2 separate regions of the Sus scrofa genome follow, and region 2 is linked to region 1. The links are chromatin contacts, called in public Hi-C maps. All regions are on one chromosome and are shown on one strand. Each heading gives the region's core, a stretch centred on a gene start, on an enhancer-like site or on the middle of the called end of the contact. The rest is flanking DNA. Distances are from core to core; before and after follow the strand shown.

Region 1 (2,700 bases), core at 21-2,520:
CCCTGCTGGCTCCTCCTCTGACCAGAGCCATCAGATTAACCTACTTGTCTTTGGCGGAAGTGGTGTGTCCTGGTCTACCCACCTTTCTGGTGGCAACATGGTCAGGCCACAAACCACCCACCGGACCAGAGGCCGGAGCCAAAGGCATCTCCCTGAGTGCCGCCTTTACCGTGTGGGCTCTGGCCCCACCCAAATGTCCCTGAGCACGCTGGCTGCCAGGATGGGGAGGGGGCAGGCCTATATCTTTCTGCTGCTTCTACACAAACAGATGCAACATGGGGGCGCCCCTGGCACACGGAAAGGCACTTGTGGGAATAGACAGCCGCTCAGGAAAACATGAAACACCCTGCACACGTGTAGCTTCCCTGTGCCTACCGACATGCAACGCTGCCGAGTTTACGAGAGTATGCACCAAATATATCACACTGCAGTGTACATATGTACACTGACGTACAGCCTTCAGCACATATGTGGCACTTGTAAGCTTGCACATCTATAGCATCCCTACCCACAGGAACAAGCAACATGCATTCTGGACCTGAGCACACATTAACGCACTGTGCATGTGTGCAGCAGTTGCATGCACAGAGTCAGGCAACATTGCAGTGCACACCCAGGGCACCTGTATGCATAAGCATGTGCAAAGTTCAGCGCACACGAATGGCACCTGCATGCACAAGGATATGCAATTTGTAGCGCACATGGGGGAGGGGGAGCAAATGCTTCAGCCCTCGGGGCCCCGGAGACCCCGGATGCGCAGGATGCCTTCGGTTTGGGGTATCTCCGGAGGGGCGCCGCGGATCTTCTCATGCTGCGGTCCAGGAGGCTGAGGGAGGGGCGGGGGCTTACCCGGGGCTTCTCCCGCGCCGGCGCCTGGGGCCCAGGGCGGGGAGGGGGAGGGTGCGCTTGGCTCGGCTGGCGCTGCTCCCCCTTTAACAGGAGGCGGCGCGCGTCGCCCCCGCCCCCCCGCCCCTTCTCCCGCGGCTCCTCGCGCCCAGCCCGGCGCGCGCCCCCTCCCGGGCCTGGCCCGCGCAGGCGCCGCGTCCCGCCTCGGCCGTCACTCGGCCCGGCGCGCGCTGCGGGCAGCGGCCGGAGCGGCCGGAGGAACCCGGTTTGGCGGCGGCGGTGGCGGCGACGGCGCGCGGAGACCGAGGAGGATGCGGCGCCGGCTTTTAGAGCCCGGGGCTGCGGCCGCCGCCCGCGAATAGGAGGCGGCGAGCAGCGCGGGCGGTGCTCGGGGGCGGGGGAGCGGGGGGGGCGGTGGGGGCGGCGTGGCGAGGAGGCGGTGGCAGGAGCCCGCGCCCGGCCCGGCGCCCGCCCGCCCCGCGCTGCTCCGCGGCGCCTTTTCTGCACCCGCCGCTCCGCGGAGCGGGAGCTTCGGCCCTCCGCGCGGCTGCAGCGAGCTGCCCCGCGCCCGGCCAAGCCCCCGCCTTAGGGATGGCAAACTTGCGCCCCGTGGCCGCCTCCGCCAGCGCCGGCCCCCGCTCCTGCTGCTGACGGCGCCCAGGTGAGTGCTCGGCCCCAGACCCCGACCCGGCCCCCTCACCGAGCCCTCCCGGCGCGGTCCCGAGTTTCCGCACCGGCCCGGACTGGGGCGCTCCCCCAGCCCGCCTCTGCTAAATTCTCCCCCGCCCGAACTGAGTTCGTTCAGCATCTACCCACTCCCATCTTTTGGGGAACTTACAAGCCTGGGGCCGAGGTCCCCTTCATCTCTGGTGAGTCCCTTTTCTGCCACCCCCCCATCCATCTCTGCCATAGCCCCTCGCCCCACCCCCGGTCCTGACCCAGACCGACTCGCATCGCTGTCTCTGTTCTCTCCCAATCTAAGCCTGGATCCGGAGGTGCGACCACCACCCTTGATTAGAGCCCCTCTGTCCAACCTGCAGCTTACTGTGTCTCCCCCATCTCCCAATCCTCGTCTGGATGCCGGACCCTGCACCTCCCCTCCACTTCATCTCTCCACGGAGTCCTTCCTGTCCCCATCCATGTCTGCCCCGTAGTTACTGCCTTTCCCCGCGTCGGTACGCGGACCATGCTTCCCCTCTTATTTCTGTCCTGATTGCCCCCTCCCCCATATCTGTCCGGAGTCCCGCTATCCCTTGCCAGTCTCTGCTGCAAGTCCCCTCCCCCTCAGCCTGGACTTGGGGCCGTGTCCCCCATGTCTGGTCCGAGCCCCCTCCCCTTCAGCCGGGATCTCGACTGGCCCCACATCCCTGCCTTCCTTGTTCATCTTTGGTCGGAGTCTCTGTCCATCCCCCATTCCTCTCCTCCCACCCCTGGGTATGGAGCCGGGCACCAAACGCACCCTCCCGCAGCCCCGGGGGCTGGCGTGATGGGGGGAGGTGGGATGTAGGCTGTGAAGTTGGTGACCACTCCCGCAGTCTGCTGGGTCCGAGGGAAGTCCTCCGCGCCACGGCCGGTGCAGAGCAGGCGAAGGGTCTGGTGCCTGCGGGGGGAGGGGCTCCCGGGCCGAGAGATGCTGCCCGCCTGCCCGCCTCGCCAGCTGCCGGCCGGGCCCCTGGGCGTCCTCTGGCGCCCCCTGCCCGCAGCCTTGGACCCGCCGCTCCTTTTCCTCCCGCGGGCAACCCTAGGTTTCCGCAGCCCGGGCAACAGCGGTGGCTGCGGGACTGGCGCTGGCAAGTCCCTGGAGAGAGGAGATTGGTGGGCGAGGCCGGGTGCCCCCTCGTGCTAACCATGCCA
Region 2 (2,700 bases), core at 106-2,605, 170 kb before region 1:
TTGGCTGTTTCAGTTAGTGTTTGGAGAGGGCAAGAAGGAAAGGCCTGGAGACAGTCTTTTAGATTTGGCAACTAAGGGGTCATTGATGAGTGTAATGGGAGTGGAGTGGTTGGGCCAAAGAAATGAGTGGGCGGGGAGGATGGGAGGCAGGGTGCTGACTCTCCCTAGGACTGGGGTGTGGCAGGAAAGAGAAAATTTGTCCATGGGCAAAGAGATTATGTTGGAGTTCCTGCTGTGTCCCAGCTGGTTAAGGATCTGGCATTGCCCCAGCTGTGGTGTAGGGTGCAGCTGCAGTTCAGATTTGATTGCTGGCGTGGGAACTTCATATGCTATGGGTGCAGCTGAAAAAGATTAAAAAAAAAAAAAAGAGTTTGGGAGTTCCCGCTGTGGCTCAGCAGGTAAAGAATCTATCTAGTATCCATGAGAATTCAGTTTCGATCCCTGGCCGGCTCAGTGGGTTAAGGATCTGGTATTGCCAAAGGCTGTGGTTGCAGACACAGCTTGGATCTGGTGTTGCAGTGGCTGTGGTGTAGGCCAGCAGCTGCAGCTTCAATTTGACCCCTAGCCTGGGAGCTTCCATATGCTACAGGTACAAGCCTGGGGGGGTGGGGGGTAGATAAAGTTTGTGTCAAAGAAGTTTCCATGGGAAGGCCTGGCTGTGGGCTAGAGACCCAGGCGTAGCTGAGGTCCTGTTCTGGGTACAGGAGGGCCTGGGGAGGACTCAGGGGCCAGGTGCTGGCTTGTTTGTGGAACCCGAATGAAAACTCCTCCTCCTAGGGGCGAGCAGAGGGTGTTGCCCTGCGAGGAGGCCCAGGCTTTGGGGCTGGGTTTTACTGGGTTTTCCCCACTCTGCGTCTGGTTTCCTTGATCCACTGATTATCTTGGGCTGGTTTTGCTGAATGACTCAGGAGCTTGAGCAAGCTTTGCTTACTGGGTTTCACACCTCTGGGGGAGGAGTGCTCGGATGCTTTCCTGCTAACTGGGAAACAGTCATTAGATATTGAAAGAAGGACAATTAGGCCCCATCTTCAAGGGGGGGAAAGAAGAGAACGAAGTCTCTGGAAGCAGGAGGGGATTCTAAAGTGTGGCTAGGGAGCAAGCAGCTGTGGCTGGGATCCTTTTCCTCTCTGCCTCTGGCTGTGCCTTAATAACAATAACAATATGTAACTGTTCCTGAGTACTTTCGCCCTCATCAGGCCCTGTTCTGAGGGCCTAAGGACTTTATCTCTGAAGTCAGCTACTCTGATTATCCCCTTTGACACGAGGAAGTTGAGAGTTAGAGAGGTGAAGTCACTTGCCTAGGGCATCCAGCCAGTAACTGGAAGTTCTGAGAAGTGACTGCCAAAAGCCTGTGTTCTTTACCCGGTGCGACTCTGCGCTTCTGAGAGTGTCTCTAGGTGACCCAGCAAGGCTGCGGGGCTGGTGAGGGGCCCCTCAAATGAAGATCCTTAGCAAAGGATTGGTAAACAAGCTTTTCTCCAGCGAGGATTTCTCCTGGGAAGGAAGGCACAGGATCCTCTTGGCTCGTTCTGAGGCTCCTTGTCACCTGAGACCCCCTTTCAGGGGGCCCTCTCCTGAGCTTCTAAGCTCAGGGATAAAGGACCTATTCATGGGGCCTCCCGGAGCTGGTCTGGAAGCCGGCCCTGGCAGCAGCCCGTGGTTAGTGCCCCTCCTCGAGCCTGTCTTCCCTGCCCCTCCCTCTGGATTCGACACCTGGTATCTCTTTTGTGTTCCTGAGCCCAGGGTGCGTGAGGCCAGGCGGGCGTGCTATCACTTTCTCCCTAAACTGTCCCCAAAGCAGGGACAATTTTGTGTGCTGCCCGCCCCCACTGTTCGTGCACACGTCCAAGGGTTCCTGTGGAATCCAGGCTCCGGTAAACACCCAAAGAGGAGGACGTGGGCCAAGCAATGAGCCTGCGATTGCATCAGGGCTGACGCATTCCCTGCCTTTTCCCATCTCCGTCCCCAGAGGAGCCCCTGGGGGCCAGGCCCAGGCCCTCTCCCCTCGTCATTCAGTCCAGGAGAGAGGCAAAAACCAAGGTGGAAAAGGGGGTGCTGAGATGGATGCAGATTCACCCGCGCCCTCCTTGGTCTGGGAGGCCAACACATCTGAAAGCTGGAGAGGATGCAGAGGTGGTCTGGTCTGAGGAGAGGGTCCAAAGAGACTGGGAAAGTAATCTTTACACAGTGCCTCCTGAGTGCCATGGAACACTAATAACAGTAGTAGCGGACTTGGAGTTCCTGTCATGGCGCAGCGGAAACGAATCCGACTAGGAACCATGAGGTTGTGGGTTCGGTCCCTGACCTTGCTCAATGGGTTAAGTGGGCGTTGCTGTGGCTGTGGTGTAGGCTGGCAGCTGTAGATCTGATTCGACCCCTAGCCTGGGGAACCTCCATATGGCACAGGTGTAGCCCTAAAAAGCAAAAAAATAATAATAATAATATCGGACTTAAGGACACACAGGCGCTAGACCAGAGGATCAGCTTCTGTAATATGAAGCAACTAGCATTTTGGAGTTCCCTTGTGGCCCAGTGGGGTAAGGATTGGCATTTACACTGCAGCGACACGGGTCACTGCTGCAGCACAGGTCCTATCCCTGGCCCAGGAACTACCACATGCTGGGGGCACAGCCAAAATATCCCCAAATGAAAACAAACAAATTCTTAAAAAGAAGATCCCTTGGTGGATCAGCGATTAAT

The links. A called contact is a pair of places that touch in the nucleus more often than the background predicts.
Region 2: a Hi-C map of epiblast stem cells shows a contact between it and region 1, with 1.6 times the contacts expected there. The contact joins the enhancer-like site here to the promoter of ADGRB2 in region 1. A contact is called at or near these places in 4 of 47 Hi-C or Micro-C datasets (embryonic fibroblasts, epiblast stem cells, heart right ventricle and 1 more).

Annotation. Positions count from the first base shown.
Region 1 is chr6:88,292,089-88,294,788 of Sscrofa11.1, reverse strand. It overlaps ADGRB2 (adhesion G protein-coupled receptor B2), which reads left to right and starts at 1,270. Exons shown (of 31, transcript XM_021095787.1): 1 at 1,270-1,507.
Region 2 is chr6:88,464,701-88,467,400 of Sscrofa11.1, reverse strand. No RefSeq gene overlaps it. Among named protein-coding and RNA genes, the nearest start is that of PTP4A2, 34 kb to the right of the region's middle. Within about 2 kb of position 1,355, at least 55 of the 83 cell types and tissues checked have an H3K27ac peak or open chromatin away from gene starts, as enhancers often do. A contact at or near this core is called in embryonic fibroblasts, epiblast stem cells and retroperitoneal adipose tissue, where this site is marked.